2 separate regions of the Mus musculus genome follow, and region 2 is linked to region 1. Evidence: chromatin contacts called from public HiChIP or PLAC-seq data. All regions are on one chromosome and are shown on one strand. The core of a region is the stretch at or near the end of the contact, and the rest is flanking DNA. Distances in the headings are between cores, read along the strand shown. Region 1 has its middle 14 kb from the start of Grsf1. Region 2 overlaps Slc4a4 (solute carrier family 4 (anion exchanger), member 4).

Region 1 (6,182 bases), core at 3,555-6,054:
TCTAGCCACCCTATTCACAAATGAAAGACTTACTTATGCAGTGATATTTGTATATGCCTTAGTAGCTCAATGGCTGGGCACTCAAGTATTCTTGAATTAACACTTTCTAAATCTCTGTTTTATCTTTGCTGCTCTGTTTCCCTCTGGGCAGTCTTCCCATGAGGCCGCTTTCCCAATACATCCACATTGCTGCATGATTTCTCTCCTGCAGCTCTTAAATCTGATCTCTCCACTGAAAGTCCCGCCTCTTTCATTTTGCCCAGCCATTGGCCACTGGCTCTTTATTGATTAATCAAAAGCCAGTTGAGGACAGGGGCCCTCACTGTCTGGACATGCAACTTTCCGTATGATTTTGGGAACCAAACTAAGACAAAGCACCAATCCCCAACACCTGGAGACATCGACAATGTCTAGGAATATTTTTGTTGTTTTATAACTGAGATGAGAAGTAAGAGAGTTGTGCCAGTTGGATAGACAACAGAGATGCTCCTGAGTAAACCCTTTCTCCTTTAAGTTGCCTTGGTCATGGTATTTTATCACAGAAACAGAAAAATACCTGATAACCTCCCTATCCACTGCCTCTGACTTTCTTCTTACTCCCTGTTCCATGATGGTCCCTGAGTCTCAGGGGCGGGGTTGATAAACAGTGTCCTGTCTAATAAGATAAATTACAAAAAAAAATTATTGGTATGTGGTTTAATGTTATACGATGCTATTTTTTCCCCCACTTAGAGCCAGATTCTTCAATACTAAGATACCCGGGATGAGATGGATTCTATGTGAGCTAAACAGTCTTAGGTACAATCTCTGGATCTGCTACTTACTAGGTTAAATGTCAGATGTGGTTAGATTTTCTTATCATAAAGCCGAGACAATATCATCTGAGTTACAGTGTTGTGGTGGGAATTAAACGAGAATTAGAGTATTGGCAGAAATTCCATGTAGATCATAAAAAAATATTTTCTTTTATTTTCTGAAGACTCTGCAGTCTTTTCCCAATCTTGGCCCATGTTTGCACCTGCTTCCGTGATTATATAAACTCTCTTTGAGCAGCTGTGGCCAAACAGCCACAGTTGACCGGAGGATATCATAGGGAACAAAGGGCTACATTCAGTCCTGTCCAGGGTCCTCCCAGGAAGACCAGCCTTTGGCCTCAAGAGAGATACACATGATCCAGGGAAAACTTAGGCAAATAATAAGAAACGTTACAGGGGTATCCACTACTTCCTGATTGGATTTATGGCCAAAAACATAAGAGACACATACCTGGTACTGTGTGGTACTGTGAACCTGACCAAGACTTGGGGAGGGAAAGTTAGATTGTGGCCCTTGGGAGGTAAACCGTTCTTCCACAGATGGCCCCACAGCCACGAGTATATGGGCAGTGCAAATTGGGTCAAGTGAATTATTAAATCAGAGAGGAAAAAAATAAGTCACAAAATTAGGAGGCAGTGAGGAGGTGACTAGTGGGTCTTGGGGGAGTTGGGAAGAATGCTGGAGGATGAATATGATCTAAATGTATTTTATAATTTCTCAAGGAGTTAATAAGCAGGTTGTGTTTTAAAAAGAAAAAAAAAAGCTGCTGGAGAGGTGGCTCCGCTTTTAAGAGCACTTGCTGCTCTTCCAGAGGCCACACCCTCTAAAAGTGCCATTCCCTGGGCTGAGCATATACAAACCATCACCCCCTCCATTGACTTGTTCTTTCCTGGGCCCTGGCTGGGATGCAAAAGCAAACCAAGCTTGGACACAGAGACGAGAACTGTATGTTAAATATGGTGAAACCTTCTTACCAGTCCAGAACTGTGTATCTCTAGCCTATTCAGTGAAATGTCTCTCCTGTTTAAGTCAATGTATTTTTAAAGAGATCTTGTTACGACACGTTTACACTGTAAAATAATTAACACATACACAAAGTGTTAAGAGCGAATCCAAAGGATCAGGTGATTTTTCTCTGTCTTGTTTGCTTTTTCCAAGAGCTCTTGTTTACATATGAAGATCTATGATATCTGAGATCTTCCAGGTCAGAGTTCACACCTCGTCACAGAGGCTCACAGAAGCAGCCACCAGTCAAAGGGCATCCAGCCTAATTTCTGAAAAGTGCTCAAAACATTTCATTAATTTTGAAACTTGGACTGACCGCATGCATACGTCATCTTGGAGGGTCAGAGACGAGACTCCAGTTTCCCAAAGATCCCTGGTGCATTGATGGTTTGGTGGTGAGCATAGCTGCCTTCCAAAGATCCCCGGCAAAGAGAGAGAGCACCACCCAAAGAAAAATGTCTGCCCTGTTACTCATTCCTTCACTTTCCTCCTGCAGGCCAGTGTCTGGAAATTAAATCGAAAGTCACTATCTTTGAAGAAATAACAGAAAATCTGAGTACCTGCCACTGTGTCCCCAATGCCTGTTCCCACTCCCTTTTTCTTTGCTGTGTGGCTGCTGAGTGGCTATTTTTAAATTTCTGCTAGGGATTTAGTTTTGTCTAGACTTGAATGGAAGCTAGTGTCTGCGTTGCAGTAACATTGGTGTGCTTCACCAGGACAGTGAATGCTTTGTGCAAACTCTCTCAACTTCTCCAACTATGCCATTCCCTTTTTTCTTTCTTTCTGTCTTTCTCTCTTTCTTTTTTAGATTTATTTATTTTTTGTATATGAGTACACTGTAGCTGTCTTCACACACACCAGAAGAGGGTATCAGATCCCCTTACAGATAGTTGTGAGTCACCATGTGGTTGCTGGGAATTGAACTCAGGACCTCTGGAAGAGCAGCCAGTGCTCCTAACTGCTGACCCATCTCTCCAGCCCTATGCCATTCTCTTAAGAAGAAAAGCTAGGGGCTGGAGAGATGGCTTGGTATTTAAGAACAAGGACTAGGTGCTCTTCCAACGGACTGGGGTGTGATTTCCAGCTCCCATATGGTAACTCAAACTGTCTATAATTCCAGTTCCAGGATCCAACATCCTCACCCAGGCATACATGTAGGCAAAGCACCAATCCACATAAAAAATAAAATGAAAACATTTAAAAAGGAGAAAAGTTAAAGTGCTATTTCTTTCATGCATTTAAGTAGAAACAAATTTCATTTCACACCTCATACTAGATGTTGGCTCACATCGCACTAACTTTCTAGTCATCTTTGGGTTGACTTACTAAGATGTCTTGGAAAGCTAAACAGATACAGTTTTATAGGCTAGAGAGATGGCTCAGAGGTTAAGAGCTCTTCCAGAGGTCCTAAATTCAATTCCAAGCAACCACATTGTGGCTCATTACCATCTGTAAGGGGATCTGGTGCCCTCTTCTGGTTCATAGGCATACATGCAAGCAAAACACTGTATACATAATAAATAAATAAATAAATAAATAAATAAATAAATCTCTTTTTAAAAAGATCCAATTTTAGGTAGCAAATCCTGATTATACTCAACTAGGTTAGTTACCTAGGTTAGTTAGCAAAACCTGTGGGCTGGGGAGCTGGCTCAGTTGTCAGGAGAAACTATTACCCTTGCTCAGTACTTGAGTTCAGTTCCCAGCACCCGCCTCAAGTGGCTCACAACCACTTGCAACTCCAGTCCAGGAGATCCCATGCCCTTTTCTAGATTCCCTAGGAACCTGCACTCACACATGCACGGACACATACATGTACCCATAATTAAAAACAAAATAAAGCTTGGGCAGGTGCTGATGACATAGAGTCTTAGCTGTAACCAAACTTCAAAATCCCCACTTTCAAAGTCTCTTCTAAAACCCTAGGCAAAATCGAGCCCACAATACCCTGTGAAAACGGGAAACAAGCTACCTACCGCAGTCCACAATGGCACAGAGTAAACATGGGAACGTTCAAAGGGAGGAACAGAAGCTAAGCAGTAGAAGACTAGGCCACAGTGAGATCTAACCAGCAGGGCAAACACTGAATTCCGAAGTTCCATATCTTGCAGCAGAAGTGCGTGACGTCATCCTGTGTGTTTAATGGACCTGGTGCATGACGACGTCATCCCGTGTGCGGTTAATGGACTTGCCCCGCCCTTGCCTGCGGCTCTGCTGCCTGTAGTACTTAGATCCCCTCCTACTTGGTGTCTGGATCGTTTCTTGGCTCACGCTCTCTTCAGCACTCCCTTACAAGTTAGGCCTCACTTTGCAGTTTTACACAGAGGCTGACCAGGGAAAGAGTCCTTCAAGGGAATCTTTGACTCTGATACAGACAGACTTGCCTCTTCGGTTTTTCGTAAAAATCTTATTGAAAGCGTCAAAGATCCTGTCTCTTTCAAAACCACTACCTAGTAGATAAAGCCAGGTTCTGGGGCAGACCTGGGGTTGAGTTGGTAGCTCTGTAACTGTCTCCCAGTGCTGACATAGTTGAACCAGGATAATCTTTTTTCTTAGGTGGCAAGCATATCACTCCTGTGAGCTCTTTGTTTAGAGAAAGTTTTTGGTTTTGTTTTCAAATGAGTTTGTCTCTTTACAACTTCATGCCTTCAGTGCATGGGGTCTCATCTTCCAGGTTACCCTTTCCATTTGTGCTAAGGCTTTAAACTCCTTAAGGTCCTTTTATCAAGGGGGGCAGGTTGCTTGTTCCTCTGGGGCCATCTCCTGGGAGGTCGGGTGAACATGTTTGGTTTTAGGGACGCCCATGATGGAACAAGAAAGGATTTATCTGATGGTGGTTTCCTATTGGCCACGGATTTTTGCCATGAGCAATACTGTAGTTCCAGGTTTCAAACACATGGGCACCCACCATCTCATTGTCCCAGGAAAGGTCTGGACTTGAGACACATTACAAAGCGCATGCGTAAAATGAACCTCTGGAGGGTGGGACCCTCATGAGACAGTGCTGATGTAGGCGCTGACTCACTATTTTCTGTGAGCTGACTCACTATGTAGGCTGCTCACTATTTTCTGTGGGCTTTCCCAAGTTCTGTTCTGGGTGAGAACAAGTGAGCAAAGACCACGTCGAAGTAGTGAAGGGGTGGTATTTTCACACTCTTTAAAGCTAGGTTGCTGGGCTGGAGAGAGATGGCTCAGTGGTTAGAGCACTGGCTGCTCTTCCGGAGGTCCTGAGTTCAATTCCCTGCAACCACATGGTGGCTCACAACCATCTGTAATGAGACCTGATGCCCTCTTCTGTCATGCAGGCATACATGCAAATAGAGCACTCATATATGTAAGTGAATAAATCTTTTTTAAAAATCTAGATTGCTTGCCTTCCACTTTCAGTATTCTTTCCTGACATGGAGTTATGAAAGAGACCAAATATTCTACAAGATATACGGACTCAGAATTTGTCCAGTGGCGTCTTCATGAAGTCAGTCAGCTTGCTTTTCTACCTTCATGTGGTTCCCGTAAACCAGCAGTTCAGTATAAAGGCTTATAGACTGGGGGCCAGGGGGAAGGCTCAGCAGACAAAGGCACTTGTCCCCAAGCCTGGTGACCTGAGTTCAATCTCCAGGACAAGCACAGTGGAAGGAGAGAAGGAACTCCTGTAGATTGCTTTTTAATGTCGCACACAATAAACAAATGCAAAGATGATTAAACGGTTGCACTGGTTCAGGATACACAGTCTGCCCAGAATACCACTGATGCTGTAAAATACCTTGTGTAAAGTAGGAAGCAGACTATCTTGGTCTATTAGTGATGACACACTTGGGGACTGGACTTTGTAATCTTGACCATAACGTATAAATATATACCATAGCTTTGTTGTTGTTTTTGAAACAGGGTTTCTCTGTGTTAGCCCTTGCTGTCCAAGAACTGTCTCTGTAGACCAGGCTGGCTTCAAACTCAAAAATCCACCTGCCTCTGTCACCTGAGTGTTGGAATTAAAGGTGTGTGCCACCACCACCTGGCCATACATCATGCTTTTACATGAAGTATGAAAAAGAATGAATATTCAGGGGGGCTGGTGAGATGGCTCAGTGGTTAAGAGCGCCAACTGCTCTTCTGAAGGTCCCGAGTTCAAATCCCAGCAACCACATGGTGGTTCACAACCATCCGTAACGAAATCTGATGCCCTCTTCTGGGGTATCTGAGGACAGCTACAGTGTACTTACATATAATAAATCTTTTTTTAAAAAAAGAATGAATATTCATAGTAGGAAGTGCTGAAGTGCTGCATAGCTGACTTTGAAGACCTAAATAAGTCTCAGTGACTAAAAGAAACTACATGACATATACAAGTCACTGGCTAGTTG
Region 2 (6,084 bases), core at 1,262-3,761, 450 kb before region 1:
TTAAACTTAACTCAGAACTGATAAAGCAAGATTTGCATGTGGAGCCGTGTGTGTTCACTCATGCTATGTGCAGGTAAGTGGAGTGTGCGTGTGTTTATGTATATACACATGTGGGGGGGGCAAGGTTGTCATCAGGAGTCTTCATTGATTATCCACTACCTTATATATTGAGGAAACAACTCTCAACTGTGCCCAGACCTCACAAGTATAGTTACTCTAGCTAGCAAGCTTGCTCGAGGGATATCCTGTCTCTGCCCCCCAGATTGCCATCATTACAGGGGATCTGCCATGCCCTCCAGCATCTATGTGTGGGGATCAGCAGCTCTTGAGATCTCAACTGCAGCTCTCAACACTCTCAAGACACACACTTTAGCCACCGAGACATCTTCTTAGCCTGTGAAACATGTTTTGAAAGCTAACAGTTCCTTTCTAGACCCTTGTAAGCAAGATGGATTTCTTCCTCTGTCACTAAACAGGCTTGCTTTCTTGGGCTGACCAAAATATCTGCTTCGCATGTGGAAGCTACAATATGCTGCTATATGGGTTAATAAGTTTTTGTGTTTCCTACTTCTAAAGGAAAAGCATTTCAGTGCCAAAGAGCAACAGTCAGACAGCCCAATATTATTGTCTATTTCTCAGTAAATTATCAGTTCATGCCAATCCCACTGCTGCAAGCTATACATGACAGGCAGTGCAAAGAAGCACCTTTCTCACCGACACAGAAAGGACACTTTTCCAACTTGAGCAGATTGGTGAAAATCTCTCAGCACAGCAGAATGTTAAAATAAAGCCTCAAATTTGGAGATGCCAGCTAAAAATGTTCCTTATTATGAGACAAGTTCTCTTAAAATGTGCTCTGTTAGGCTCCATAAATATCACGAATTTCACAGAATGCTAAAAATCTTACTGCACTCTTTTGCTGAAAGGTTTGTGAAAATAGGATTATATTTACTCCTGAAAAAAAACTTAAGATGGCTTTCTTCACTCTAGACTATGCTTAGTCATTCACAATCAAAAGTACACTTCCATTAAAATATGTTCTCTGTATGCTAGAGAAGAACAATTCTTAAATAACACAGGGCCTGCCACCAAGCCTCCTCGAAGATTCCTTACTCTAACACCCTCCTCAAAATTTAAGTTATTACTCATTGTGTTAGCAAAGAAGTATTTTCTTTATAGGACTACCAACTGAGCCTAGGGCTTTCTCCAATGTTAATCAAGTGCTCTACCACTGAACTATTCCTTCAACTCTTCGTTTACTTTTATATTAAGGTAGAGTCTTATTAAGTTGCTCAGGCTGTCCTTGAACTTGAAATCCTCCTGCCTCAGCCTCCTGAGTAGCTAGAATCACATCCCTGTGCCATCAGGCCCAACTCCATATAATAGCTCTGAAAATGAAAAATGCTTAACTGTAATAAATAGTGGACTGTATATATATATTAAAGATAAATTTTAAGTATCTAAATAAGCAGAAAAATATACTTGTTTGGTAACCAAGAATGTAAATATGATATCAGCATGAATGGTGTCATGGTTTAATTATGGAGGGGATAAGATTTCAGAACAGTGAGGCCGAAAACCATTTCCTTACTATATGGCAAGGAAAGTCGAGAATCAACTGGATGGGATTTACCCAGAGGGATAAGTGATGCACCATTCTCAAACGTGAGGAACTGATGGTCCTCTATACTCTAATAAAGAGAAATGGGCACAAGTTGAGGTTGGGTGCTACAGGAATGTAAGGTTGATGCTTGGCAACATAGTTCAGTTGCTCCAAGAAACCCAAGCTAAATTATAATGCCTACACTTATCTATATACAAAATTTGTACATGTCCTCTTGGTAAGCCCCAGCATCTTCTAAGAGTTTCCTGGTTGACAAAATATATCTGCTAACATTGGGGAAGACACAGAGTTATTTGTGCTGGCATTACAATTTTATCAAACTGTCAGCAACTATAGCCTCGGCTGCTTTATTCTGAACACAGTTCTATGAGAAATGGTCTTTGCCACTTCAAGATGACTTGTTTCCACAAATGCATGCACACAGAAAAGCACAATCATACATACAAGCTTATAAATAGATAAGATACATTTATATTTCATAAAAGATGTTATAGAGATGATATATGATGGTAGCTAGATGATAGATAGATAGATAGATAGATAGATAGATGATAGATAGATAGATAGATAGATGATAGATAGATAGATAGATAGATAGATGATAGATAGATAGATAGATAGATAGATAGATAGATAGATAGATAGATAGATGATGGATGGATAGATGATAGATAGATAGATAGATAGATAGATAGATAGATAGATAGATAGATAGATAGATAGATAGATAGATAGATACCATGCCCTAAAATTAATGCTTGAAAGCAAATTCTTGTCTTCAAGCAGGCCAGTCCTCTTGAACAGAAGCTGGCAGGAGCATACGCTTAGACAACAGTCACACAGTGAGTCATCTGTGTTTGCACAACATGCTTCTCCCCAGCACCCATGTCTATTTGTAGCCTGACAATAAAGGCCCTAGCCAAACCATCTCTGAGCAGTCAGCCTTTAGAAGCAAGGATGTTATTCTCAGTTGACTCATTGAGCTGCTTGTGTTATGGCGACTAACCTGTTGCCTTATTTGTGAAGGATGGGATATAACTGCAGACACTCAAGTTTGCCCAGTGCTTTCTGGAATACGCGTTTAGAAAAGTAATTGGAGGTATTACATACCATACTAGTACTTTGTAGGGACTCAAAAAAAATGTTGCTTCTGTAAGTAGTCTAAATATAAATCCCACCACCCTAGGGTTCTTAGCCACTTGACTCACCTCTCTCTACCTCCAGCACATAAAACTCTGTCTAATACATGGTAGGTACTCCATAAACATTTGCAAAGGCATAAATTAATGTCTGTCATATACCTATAAAAATGACCTGAGATGTATCATCAAATCCACAAAATATGTTGTTGTCCCAATGACAAGTCAAAGAGGCTCCTGCCTAAGGGATAAACATTCATAAGGTAAGGTGCAATACATGAGATAGTTTCCACATGTCAAATCAGCTCACTCTCTAGTTCTTAAAACACACTCACACAAAAACTATTTATTAATGTTCCACTCATTTTCTATGCTTTCTTTTCAGTGTTTCTGCTACACACTTTGACTCCTGCAAGCCTTCTAGGAGAAGGACTTTGCCAGTGTAGCTTTTAAGGAGGAAAAGCTTCATTATGCAAGGGAAGTGAAGTATGTTTCAGTAATTTCACTCACAAAAAAACTTTAAAATTCTACCTATATTAAGTTTCAACAGAATTATCAATGATGATTATAAAATAATAACAAAGTATGTCTAAAAATATCCTCATGTGTCTGTATGACTTTGAGTCATCAACTGTCCAGCCTAATATTCAGGAGCACTGTTTAACAGACTGAAGCTCTAACCCCTTCATACATCTCCTGGAATCTTCAGAACTAGAACATAGCCAGGAATTACCCAGACAATATACAGTGGGGAAAAATTCCCATCGTACCTATTTATGTTATACAACAAAGTCTACAACCCCAGGGACTCATTCAAATAGAAACCGATTCATACAAATGTTACCAAAACAAACTTGTCCAAACTTCTCCTCTGTTCTTAGATGCTACATTCTAAAGCTAAATCTGGGATGGAGATTTGGCTAAGTCCTAGAGCACTTGCCCAGTGTACTGGATAGGTTTTTTAATCAACTTCACACAAGCAAAGTCATCTGAGAGGAGGAAACTTCAATTAAGAAAATGCCACCATAAGACCTGACTGTAGGCAAACCTGTAGGACCTTTTTTAAATTAGTGATTGATGGGGGAGGTCCCATCTATTGTGGTAGTACAACCCCTGGGCTAGTGGTCCTGGGTTCTATGAGCAAGCCAACAGTAGCAAGCCAGTAACCAGCACTATGTCATGGCCACTATATCAGCTCCTGTCATCAGGTTCCTGCCTTGTTTGAGTTCCTGTCATCTTCCTTTGGTGATGATCAGTAATGTGGAAGTGTAAGCCACATAAACCCTTTCCTCCTTGCACTTCTTTAGTCATGTTATTTCATCACAGAAATAGAAACCTTAACTAAGATACCCAGCATGTTGAAGGCCCTGAGTCACACTATACACACATTACACACATTCTCTCTCTCTCTCTCTCTCTCTCTCTCTCTCTCTCTCTCTCTCAAAGTCCATACAACTAAATCTGACAAATGGTAAAGATTATATTTCAAAGAGGCATTAAATGCACACCTAGGAAGATTACACTGCCACTGTTTCCACGAGAAGAATATCCACAAACAGAAATTAGTTTAGTTTAGATGTCTCTGCATGAGCACACCTCTGTATCTCCTAACAAAAGTTGGTTTTGTTGGTTTTTTCTTTAATCATCTGCTCCAAATCAGACAGCGCATCCCTCGAACATCATCAAACAAGCCTCTGTATTTGGTGGACAGTAATCAACATAGAGACTCACAATAGGTCAAAGGTGTCTAAGGAGTGCTCAGTCATTAACACTGCATCAATGCACAACCTTTCCCCCCAAAACAGCTTGAGCATCATCCAGGAGAGGAAGAAAAACTCTCAGCCAGAGGTTGAAGAACTGGAGTGAAACAGAGTCCTCTGAAAACCAGAGGACGGCTGGACTCTTGAACCCACAGCAGCTGTGGTTGCCTGCTCAATGCTTGCATTAGATCAAGCCATTCAGCAGGCTATCATGGAGACAGGCTGGCTCAAGAGGCTCCATCTGAGGAGTTATTGACAGGGGATGGCTTCTGGGGTAAGAAGAATCAGTTAAGTTTAAGGAAGTGGCCAACCATGCTTCAGTGGGTGGCCCGCACCTTTGGGTATATGGTCAGTACAAACTGGATTTACAAAGTTATTTTCAAAAAGATGTCATGGAGTTGGGAGGTTGCAGGTGGATAGCAGCAGCGAATCTGGGAGAAGCTGAGAGGAGGAAGGGATACATACAATTGAAATACAGTGTAAGCACTTTTGAAATTCTCAAGAATAAGCATGATTAAAAGCAAAGGAAAAAAGAAAGTAAATACAACAATCTGATAGGTGTTCAATAATGAAAGATTTATTTATGTAACAAAGCTTTTAATAAACAGAAAAAGCCCCTACAAATACATTCTTTAAATGCCATAGATGTCTTTGATTTCCTTAGCACACATGGCTGCAAGTGCTAGCTTTATGCGGGGCCTCAAGGTGTTTCCTCGATGGTTTTGTTTCCAGCTGGTTTCCTAAATGATCTAACTTAGTGAGCATCCTGTTGTAACCTGGATGAGGGACTGCTGCAGCGCTGGAATCTAGGCCAGTGTTTATAAAAACTGTATTACTGTTACAGTTTAACCTTGCCTTATGAATGAGGACATCCACTGCAGGGGTGGCAACAAAACACATTTGGTCTCTGCAAACCATGCCCAGGGGTGTCATGGAGATTCATGGTCTTTGATCAGCAAAATGCTAATCAATGGTAATATTTAAGAGCTAAAAGCTCTCACGGAGAGTTTGAATTTTCAGTGCATCTGTGAAAGTCAGAAAACGAAGCAATGATAGGTCTACAACCACATGATATAAAAAAAAATAAATGGTGGTCACCTCTTTTCCTGAAGCCTCAGCTTTTAAGGGTGGCCATACTGTGAGGAAGCCCAAGCTAGTCTTGTGGAGATGCCACGAGGAGTGTCCCTAGAACTCAGCTGTTCCAGTCACTCAGGCCTAGGCACTATGTGAGTGGAAACCGTTAGACAACTTCAAGCTCAGGTGGCATCACACTGTAATGTGTAGGAGGAACCAAAGAAAAAAATCACTCAGCTGAGTCCAAAACTGCCACATGCATGAAGGGCAGCTTCATATAATGGACAGGCACACTCATATGACTGTGAAACTTATCCCTTAGTACCTGGTGCCACGAAAAATGTTACTCTATCTTATCTTTGCGTTTAGAAAGGAACTGAGAGCATAGATGGATAACTAGAGGCAAAGTAGGAATGTAACAGAGGTCATTTGGGGGAATTAGCTGCGTTCACAAACTAAGATGCTGGCTGGTAGGCTGTGTGAATAC

What was found. HiChIP or PLAC-seq counts read pairs in DNA pulled down with a chosen protein or histone mark.
Region 2: a contact with region 1 is called in a FOXA1 HiChIP or PLAC-seq map of pancreatic cancer cells. The contact joins two enhancer-like sites. A contact is called at or near these places in 2 of 39 promoter capture datasets (the 3T3-L1 cell line and liver) and 1 of 115 datasets of contacts at active chromatin or transcription factors (pancreatic cancer cells).

What each region holds. Positions count from the first base shown.
Region 1 is chr5:88,686,818-88,692,999 of GRCm38.p6, reverse strand. No RefSeq gene overlaps it. Among named protein-coding and RNA genes, the nearest start is that of Grsf1, 14 kb to the right of the region's middle. Within about 2 kb of position 4,804, at least 57 of the 459 cell types and tissues checked have an H3K27ac peak or open chromatin away from gene starts, as enhancers often do. A contact at or near this core is called in pancreatic cancer cells, where this site is marked.
Region 2 is chr5:89,136,683-89,142,766 of GRCm38.p6, reverse strand. All of the region lies in intron 13 of Slc4a4 (solute carrier family 4 (anion exchanger), member 4), which reads right to left. Among named protein-coding and RNA genes, the nearest start is that of Gm35855, 86 kb to the left of the region's middle. Within about 2 kb of position 2,511, at least 20 of the 459 cell types and tissues checked have an H3K27ac peak or open chromatin away from gene starts, as enhancers often do. A contact at or near this core is called in pancreatic cancer cells, where this site is marked.